Regions from separate parts of the Gossypium hirsutum genome. Here all the other regions are linked to region 1. A link is a contact called in public Hi-C data. All regions are on one chromosome and are shown on one strand. The core of a region is the stretch at or near the end of the contact, and the rest is flanking DNA. Distances in the headings are between cores, read along the strand shown. Region 1 holds the start of LOC107922300 (eukaryotic translation initiation factor 4B2). Region 2 holds the start of LOC107921230 (probable E3 ubiquitin-protein ligase XERICO). Region 3 has its middle 9.0 kb from the start of LOC107921263.

Region 1 (2,824 bases), core at 95-2,594:
ATAAGTGGTAAAATTTGGTTTGTTAAATGGATAAAAAATAAATTTTATACTTAAATTTCAGGCATTCACATGGCAAAAAATTAGGTTATCCACATTAATTGAAAGTCTAAAACCTTGTAATATATACATGGGTGAAGCAAATTTTTTTTAAGGCGGAATTAAATTGTATACTTTTACAATAGTAAAAATGTAATTTCATCATTTTAATAGTTTATTTCTTTATACATTTTAAAAAATTAAATCAAAATTTTATAATTTTGAGAGAGTTAAAATATAATTTTACGATTACTAATTTAAAATTTTATCATTTATAAAAGGGTGTAAATAAAAGATTCATTTTAGAAGAACTGTGCCCTGCATACCCCTAACTTTACCATTGACTATATATTTTATGTGATATATTAATAAAAAGTAAAATTATCATTGATATTAAACTAAATTAAAACTCCCATTATGTTTTTCCAAAAAAATTGCATTATATAAAATAAATAAATAAAATTAACCTATGCAATAGTATATAGGGAAATGTAATAAAAGATATTAATATATACCCTAAAAACTATTAATATATAATAAATCAATATAAGTATCCTGTTATATATATTTTTCCTTAAGGGGACATAATATATATTATTTTACATAATATAATTTTTTACTTCTAAACTTGAAAATTAGGTTTGGTTTGGTACTTATTATTTTTTTGTTTTACGTTAGTATTTGGTCCGTTTATTAAACTTGAAAATTATAAAAATTTAATGATGTGACACTTTAAAATTGTTACTTGAAAATTAAAAAAAATTATATAAAATTTTAAGTGATGTTTTGATATAATCTCAAAGTGTTACATTTAATGTTTTAATATTTAGATAGGTGGTTGAACAGGTCAAACCATTGATACTTGATTCAACCACTTTTGACATTTAACGATCAGGCCAAAAATAATTAATTAAATAATTAAACATTCATAAAAAAATATTTACATTATTTACATTTTATATATTTTTCTATATTTTTACATTTTTTAATTTTAAAAAAATTATATATATTTAATTAAAAATGGTGCATGGCACATATTCATTGGTTGACTACATCATTTAAAAATGATTTAAGTATTAAAATGAATAAAAAATTAGATAATAAAGTTAGAAAATAAGATAGATTAAATCTTGAATTAAACCGTTAATTTATATCCAAATAAAGAATTAATTACCTTACTCTTTTCTCCCCAAAGTTTTGAGTAAAATTTAAGTAAAAAAGAAGAACTAAGGAATCAGAGAAAAGACAAGATTCTCAACACCATCCCACCGTCCATAATTCAGAAGTCAAATACCTGAATCTTAGATATAGGTACACCTAATAATTATTTCCATTTCCCAATAATTCTTCACCTGTAATCTCTTATTGGACCGTGCATTTCACTTCCCTTCTTGCGCGTCCCTCTAGCTTCTAGAAACGCATTGGGATGTGGCATATTTTTTTCTTACATAAAAGATGGAAATAATAATAGGAATAAAGCGTAACGACTAACGACATAAATATAAATAAATAACTGCACCCGACTCTAAATTTCTTAGTGTACAGTCGGAGCTCCGGATTCATTAACGGAGCCCTAGCTTAATTATTTCATTTTCCCTCTCTTTTAGATCTCTGTCCCATTTTTTTTCTTTGCTTTTTCCCAGATCTCATAGAAAACAAAAATATCACAAACAGAAAGGGAAATAATATAATCTTTTTCGAAAATGTCGAAACCCTGGGGTGGCATCGGCGCGTGGGCCGCCGAGGCCGAGCGAGAAGAAGCGGAGGAACGAGCAGCTGCCGAAGCCGCAGCCACTGCGGCAGCTGGTGCGCCCACGGCTGAATCTCAGAGTTTCCCTAGCCTAAAAGAAGCCGTTAGCGCGAAACCCAAGAAGAAGAAAATGACTCTCTCGGAGTTTAACATGGGGACTTACTCGTCATCCGGCGGGGGTGGACTTGGCAGTGCTAGGGTAACGGAAAACAATAAGCTGACACCCGAAGAGATGATGCTCCTCCCTACCCGACCCAAAGAACGTTCCACCGAGGAATTGCAGTTTGGCCAGCTCGGAGGTGGGTTTTCGTCCTACGGGAGGTCGGGTCCACCTGCGGGTCGGGTTATGCGTGACCGTGAAGACAGCGATGGATCGTGGGGCTTCGGAAGGAGGCAGCAGGGGGGGTTTAATGAAGAACGGCGGGGTCCGCCTTCTAGGGTTTCTGATTACGATCAACCGTCGCGTGCAGATGAGGTGGACAATTGGGCAATTGCAAAAAAAGCAAGTCCTTCACTGGATTCGGGCAGGCAAAATCGATACGGTGGGCTTGGAACTGGAGGAGGTGGTGGATTCTCTAAGGCCGATGAGGCTGATAATTGGACGGCTCTAAAACGGTCAATTCCATCTCGATCTTCGACATTTGGTTCAGGTTTCCGTGACTCGGGACCAGAGCCTGATAGATGGTCCCGAGGTGGGGGTGGAGGTGGAATCAGAGAGGAAAGGCCTAGATTAGTTTTGGATCCACTGCGAGGGGATGTGAATGAGCTTGTGGTTAAGACAAATAAGTCGAATCCTTTTGGGGCAGCGAGGCCCAGGGAAGAGGTGCTAGCGGAGAAAGGATTGGATTGGAAGAAGCTGGACTCTGAAATTGAGGCAAAGAAGGAAACTAGTAGGCCTACCAGCGCCCACTCCAGCAGGCCATCGAGTGCACAATCTAGCAGGTCCGAAGGTCCCCTGCAGCAAGCGATTGAAAATGTGGTCAAGCCGAGGCCTAAGGTCAATCCGTTTGGTGATGCTAAGCCTAGAGAAGTTTTGCT
Region 2 (2,700 bases), core at 122-2,621, 140 kb after region 1:
CAAAATAGTGTGGTACCATTTTAATTTTGCTTTCAATTAAATATTCTCAAATTAATGGACTGCTTTGGTAAGAGGATACTCGCCAAATCGAAAACCTCTTTGGTAAGAGGCAAATCGAAAAGTTAACCTTTAAAAAGGTTTAGTGCGTACAATAATTTTAACTTATGATATTCTATACTCAAGTTCAATGATCGAGTCAGGCATGAAATGTAACCTATTATCATTCTTCACGACTATTTTCAGAACCATCTTTCCATCATCTTTCTTTTCGATCCTGTTCATTCTTTATTTTGTTTTTTCTTGTTTCACTGTGCTAAATTTTGGTGTCATCTTTTTATTTCAACTTTGTGTTCCACATGGATTCGATTAGGCTCCTTAGAGTCCAAGCAAATCTCTTTCTTCCAAATTCTTATCCAAGTTGAATTCTAGCCTTATTCCAATCTCTTTTCTTCTCCAATTATTTACTCTTTATTTAATTTTAATTTGCTTATTTTAATCTTTTTTTTTGTTGTTTCAGGCATCTCGTTAGCTACTTTAACAACTTATTCAATCCTAATCTGCTTCTTCTATATCATATTTATTTTGGAAGGATAATATAATTACTTGAAAATTAAATCAAAAGAAAACAAGAAAACCTTATATTTAGAAAATCCTAGCCATTTAACTTTTTCAGCTCAAATTTTTGTTTTGTTGATGACGATGTTAGCCTTTGAGTTAGTTGCTAGTCACGACTTCTTTAATAATATTTTTTTTAAATTTAATTTTAGTCTAAAGTATCGTGGTTTTACTTTGTTCACGCTTCTATTTTGATTTATCTAAAAGTAATAGTGGTTTTAATTTTTAATTATATTTTTAGCATATATATATATATATGATATTTTTCAAGATAATGGTGCCACTTGCTTTATTGGGAATAATTTTCAAAAAGTCTTATCATGATAGAATAAAATCATAATGTTTATAAATTTAGAATCCGAAATGATAATGGGAGGATAGGTCATCTAAGACTTGACCTTTGTGATTATTGATGTAGTGAGTCTCTTAAAACTCTTAACTGTGATTTCTTAATTAATTAAAGTTTATCCTTAGATTGATTTGATTAAAACGAGACTAAAATGCAATATTTAATTGTTTAATCGCATATTTATTTATAATTTTTCTAATATTATAGGTACTTTCATTTTATTTTTTTTCCTCTTTTGAAACTATTTTATAAATATAACATTTTGATATAATTTTTTTGATAATTCATATTAATGATAAGGTTTTCTTTGAAAACCATCAAACGTCTCAAATCAAACACGGTAAACTAAACACATGCTAAGAAGGCACATATAAACTGATAAATATCACATTGCATTAATTGGGTTTACCGACATAGCAAAGCTGTTCTATGTTAATGAAAAGTAATGCAGACTATGATTGACGGGTTGAAGTAAACATCCGCGGCGGCATCCGGGAATCAAGAAACTTCGTGCTCCCAAAAAGCCCAACTTAGAGGTAGCTCCGCCCGCCCTTGCCACAAGCTCCCACCTGATTGGCCATAACAACGTTTACAGCACACGTGCCTTCTCTCCTTTGAAGTTTAAACCCTTGTCTTTCTAGTGAAATTGCCAGCGCAACCAGTTCCGGTCTTTTCTAACCCCAATTTTTAATTCAATTATTATTATCAATCCTATTATCTTCCACAAATCCTACACGTGTCGCGACGTGTACCTGGTGAACCCTCCCCTGGTTAAGGTTCGTGAACCAGGGTTAGCACACTGGTTTCTACAATGCCCTTGTATATTTATGACTTTATCAAACCTTACAGAACCCAGCCCAACTTGGTCTTAACGTCGCTCAGAGGACAACCTCTGTTATGTTTATGCGGGAAACATATAGTTGCTGCTTCCTTTCTTTGTTTTTGTCTTCCTTGGCTGGAAATTGATTTTTTGCTCTCTGCGGCATAATCCAAATTCTTTCAAGAAACTGATTTATTAGAGTTTTATTAGATAGATATATCAATATTTATTTGTTTCTGTGGGGTACGTGTTGTCGGACAAAACAAAGATGGGGCTGTCGAATTTCCCTAGTGCAGCTGAGGGGGTACTTCCAGTGCTAGTAATGAACACAGTTCTGTCGGTGGCTTTGTTGAAAAACATTGTGAGATCTTTACTTCAAGTGGTGGGCGCGTCTACTACTTCAAATTTAGATATTGAGGACTCAAACGAGGACCCAGAAGAGATGAGCAAAGCAAGGGAGAGGAGGATATCTATAACCCAGTTCAAGTCTTTGTGCCACAACAGGCACTCATCAGCATCAACATCATATGAAGATTCAGCTCCTGCAGATGGCGGTTATGGCAGTAGCAACAGCAGTCGGGGTGATGGATGGGTTAACAGCGTGGAGTGTTGTGTGTGCTTATGTGGGTTTGAAGCGGATGAGGAGGTGAGTGAGTTGTCTTGCAAACATTTCTTTCACAAAGGATGTCTAGAGAAATGGTTTGGTAACAAGCATAGTACTTGCCCGCTCTGTCGATCTATTCACTAGAATGTATGGATGGAGCTTAATTTATTAGTTATTTAGATAAGAAGAATACTTGTTTTATTGGTTTATTTTATTTTTCTCGATATCCGATTTACTTTTTTTCTCCCTTCTTGCTTCATTTGAGTTAAAAAGAAAAAAAACTAGCTAGGCTAAGGTTGTATCGTGTAACAA
Region 3 (2,700 bases), core at 18-2,517, 250 kb after region 1:
TGCATGCAACCTAGAAAATAGTAAAATAAAAGAAGGAAAACCAAGGGTTTACCTTCGATTAGATGAAAAGGCCATGCCGTTTTTTTTATTTTCTTTTTAGGGTTTTTCTCTTTTTTAAACTTTGACTGACATTGATCTTTTATATTGTTCTTTTAATCTGTATTATTTTAATCATGTTTTTGATTCATTTGTAAACTTGTGTTTTGACCCTAAAAATCATTTCAAAACGTGTTGTTTTCATTTTGAATCACTTTTACTGCAAGTATTATTTGCTGTACTGTTGATTCTGATTGGCTGAGAGAGGTTTGCCATTCCTCACAGCACAAAATTTTTAGGGTTCTAGACTCTAACTGCAATCTTGAAATAGAAATGGACTTTTGGGAATTTCCAAAAATGGACTCAAAACAGATTTAATCATATTAAAATTGAAACAAATCTGGGTTTGAATTTAATTTGAAAATAAATTTGGGTTTTAAAAGATTGTTTTAAACCAAATTAGACTGGGCTTTGAGAAACAAATTAATTTGGACTTTGAGAAGAAAAATAGACTGTGCTTTTGAAAATTATTTAAATTGGCATTTTCCCAAAATTATGCCTAATAAAGTATTTTGAAAATCAGAAATGATTTTATTAATTATATTTTTTAACATTACAAATTTTAACAAAAAAAATGCTATTATTTTTTTTCAAAAAAAGCCAACATAAGTAGATATTCAAATATTCACCTACTTCATGCCAAAATTTCAAAACTTAAATTAAATTAAACTAAAAAGAATTTAAAATTGATTTCAGTTTAATTGAAACCATACATAAACATTCTATCTTAATTTAGCTTTTAATCTAATTCCAAATTTAACATTAAATTGATAACAGTTTAATTTAAAATTGAAATAATCACCCTATAGTTCCTCAACCATTTTAAAATTCAAATCCAGATAATGAGGTCGGGTCGGGGCAAAATTTGATATCTACAGAACTCGAATGGAAATGGATTGATGGTGATGCTTTTCCACTCTCCGCTGTCGATGGCTATTCGACTTCGGTAGGAGGAGTCTCTAGTGGAAGCTTTTAATGATAATTTTTCGGAAGTGGAGACTTGTAGTAAAGAGGCAGGGGAATGTTAGTACAATGGTTGGATATTGGTTTTGACGATATAGCAGGTTCTAATCCTTTAATTCGCAAAGGGGATACTTTGATAATGTTAATGGGGCATTGAAAAATTGAATTTGGGGTTGGATTGGTATGGGATGGGGCCATGGGCTTTCATGATGGAGGGGTTCGTGATTCTGTTTCTTTACAAGCATTGGATGATATAAGGAATACGGGTTTGGCTTTGGATGGCCAAATGAAAAATGGGAAGGCTCATTTTGGTGTAGTTGATTCTAGTCTTAGATGAAACCTTTTTCAGTTGCTAATGGGGTTAGTGATAATCATGTGATTGTGGAGAATCATAGAATTAAAACAAGAAAATTTAAATCCCTTTTTGAAATAGAAGAAAGGAGGAATGCTGAACTTGATATTAGATAATAAAAAAAAAAACAAAAAGGGAAGGAGATAGAAGATAAATTTCCAAAGCCTAATTCTTCTAGGGAAGATTGCAAACGGCTCGCTCTCTAACTCAGTTTTCCATAACTGCAAAAAGATTTTGTGGAGAGAAACTTCTGAGGGAGTTTGGGAAAAAAATGGGTTTGAGGGTAGGGATGGATCCATATAATTTTATTTTAAGGGGTGAAATTTTTAAATTCGAACGACTTTTTTTTTAATGTAAAATGTATCAATTAAAATTTTTTTATCAAACAAATTAATTTAATGTTTTTCAAAAGGTATGAACAATTTAATTGTAAAAAATAAAAGACACTATATAAAATTAAATATTTATTTTCAATTTACAAAAAAAAAACTAATACTTGGCATTAGTTCTAGGCATCCTAAATTGCACCATTCGTTTTTTCATAAGATTGAACTCATCAATAATAGAATCTGTTGAAAATTCTCGAGCTATCTTTTTTTAATGTATGCCACCAAGTAAGTTGAAAAAAATCATCCCCCATTCTGTTGCGAAGTCTTATATTCACAATTTTCATGGCTGAAAATGCTCGTTTAATCATTGCAGTAGACACAAGAAGAGTTAGCACAACATGAATAATTCTATCAAGAAGAGGATAAATTCTTGATTTATTTGTCTTAGCTAGCACTTGACACAACTCAGCAACTGTAGAAGCTTTCTGCAACTTTGTGCTTTGATGAGCATCAAGTTGAAAAAGTTCCAATTGACTCTTCATGTGTAGTTTTTCTTGCTCGTAAAATTGTCCAGATAAAAATCATTCATAAGCTTGCAAATATCTTCCACACAAAAAGCTTTGTAATTATCGCGTGGACCCAAAGCAAAGCTAATAACAAGTAACTCAACTACCTCATCATTAAAGCGAGAATTCATTTCTGTTAACAATGAATCGATACCAGTAATGAATATATCAAACCGATATTGATGCTCAATTGTTAGGTTATCTACCGACCTCAACCAGCTTTACAAGAAACACTTTATTTGGGGACTTCTATCTCATTATCTTTACAAAATAAGTTCACTTTCTCAAACAAAGGATCTCACCCATGTTTTCTGAGTTTCTGGAGAAACGTTTTAGTTGATGACACCAGTTACATCGTGTTTAGTATATCCTGCGATTTATACTACAATGCTTG

The links. Hi-C and Micro-C count contacts between places; a contact is called where the count stands out from the background.
Region 2: a contact with region 1 is called in a Hi-C map of leaf, with 1.9 times the contacts expected there. The contact joins the promoter of LOC107921230 here to the promoter of LOC107922300 in region 1. A contact is called at or near these places in 6 of 34 Hi-C or Micro-C datasets (anther, cotyledon, leaf and 1 more).
Region 3: a contact with region 1 is called in a Hi-C map of leaf, with 2.3 times the contacts expected there. The contact joins the enhancer-like site here to the promoter of LOC107922300 in region 1. A contact is called at or near these places in 5 of 34 Hi-C or Micro-C datasets (hypocotyl, leaf and petal).

What each region holds. Positions count from the first base shown.
Region 1 is chrD01:52,204,152-52,206,975 of Gossypium_hirsutum_v2.1, reverse strand. LOC107922300 (eukaryotic translation initiation factor 4B2) reads left to right here and starts at 1,344. Exons shown (of 3, transcript XM_016852273.2): 1 at 1,344-2,824. The coding sequence starts at 1,740.
Region 2 is chrD01:52,062,936-52,065,635 of Gossypium_hirsutum_v2.1, reverse strand. LOC107921230 (probable E3 ubiquitin-protein ligase XERICO) reads left to right here and starts at 1,371. Exons shown (of 1, transcript XM_016851108.2): 1 at 1,371-2,700. The coding sequence starts at 2,053. The coding sequence ends at 2,532.
Region 3 is chrD01:51,952,493-51,955,192 of Gossypium_hirsutum_v2.1, reverse strand. No RefSeq gene overlaps it. Among protein-coding and RNA genes, the nearest start is that of LOC107921263, 9.0 kb to the left of the region's middle. Within about 2 kb of position 1,267, at least 3 of the 9 cell types and tissues checked have an H3K27ac peak or open chromatin away from gene starts, as enhancers often do. A contact at or near this core is called in hypocotyl and leaf, where this site is marked.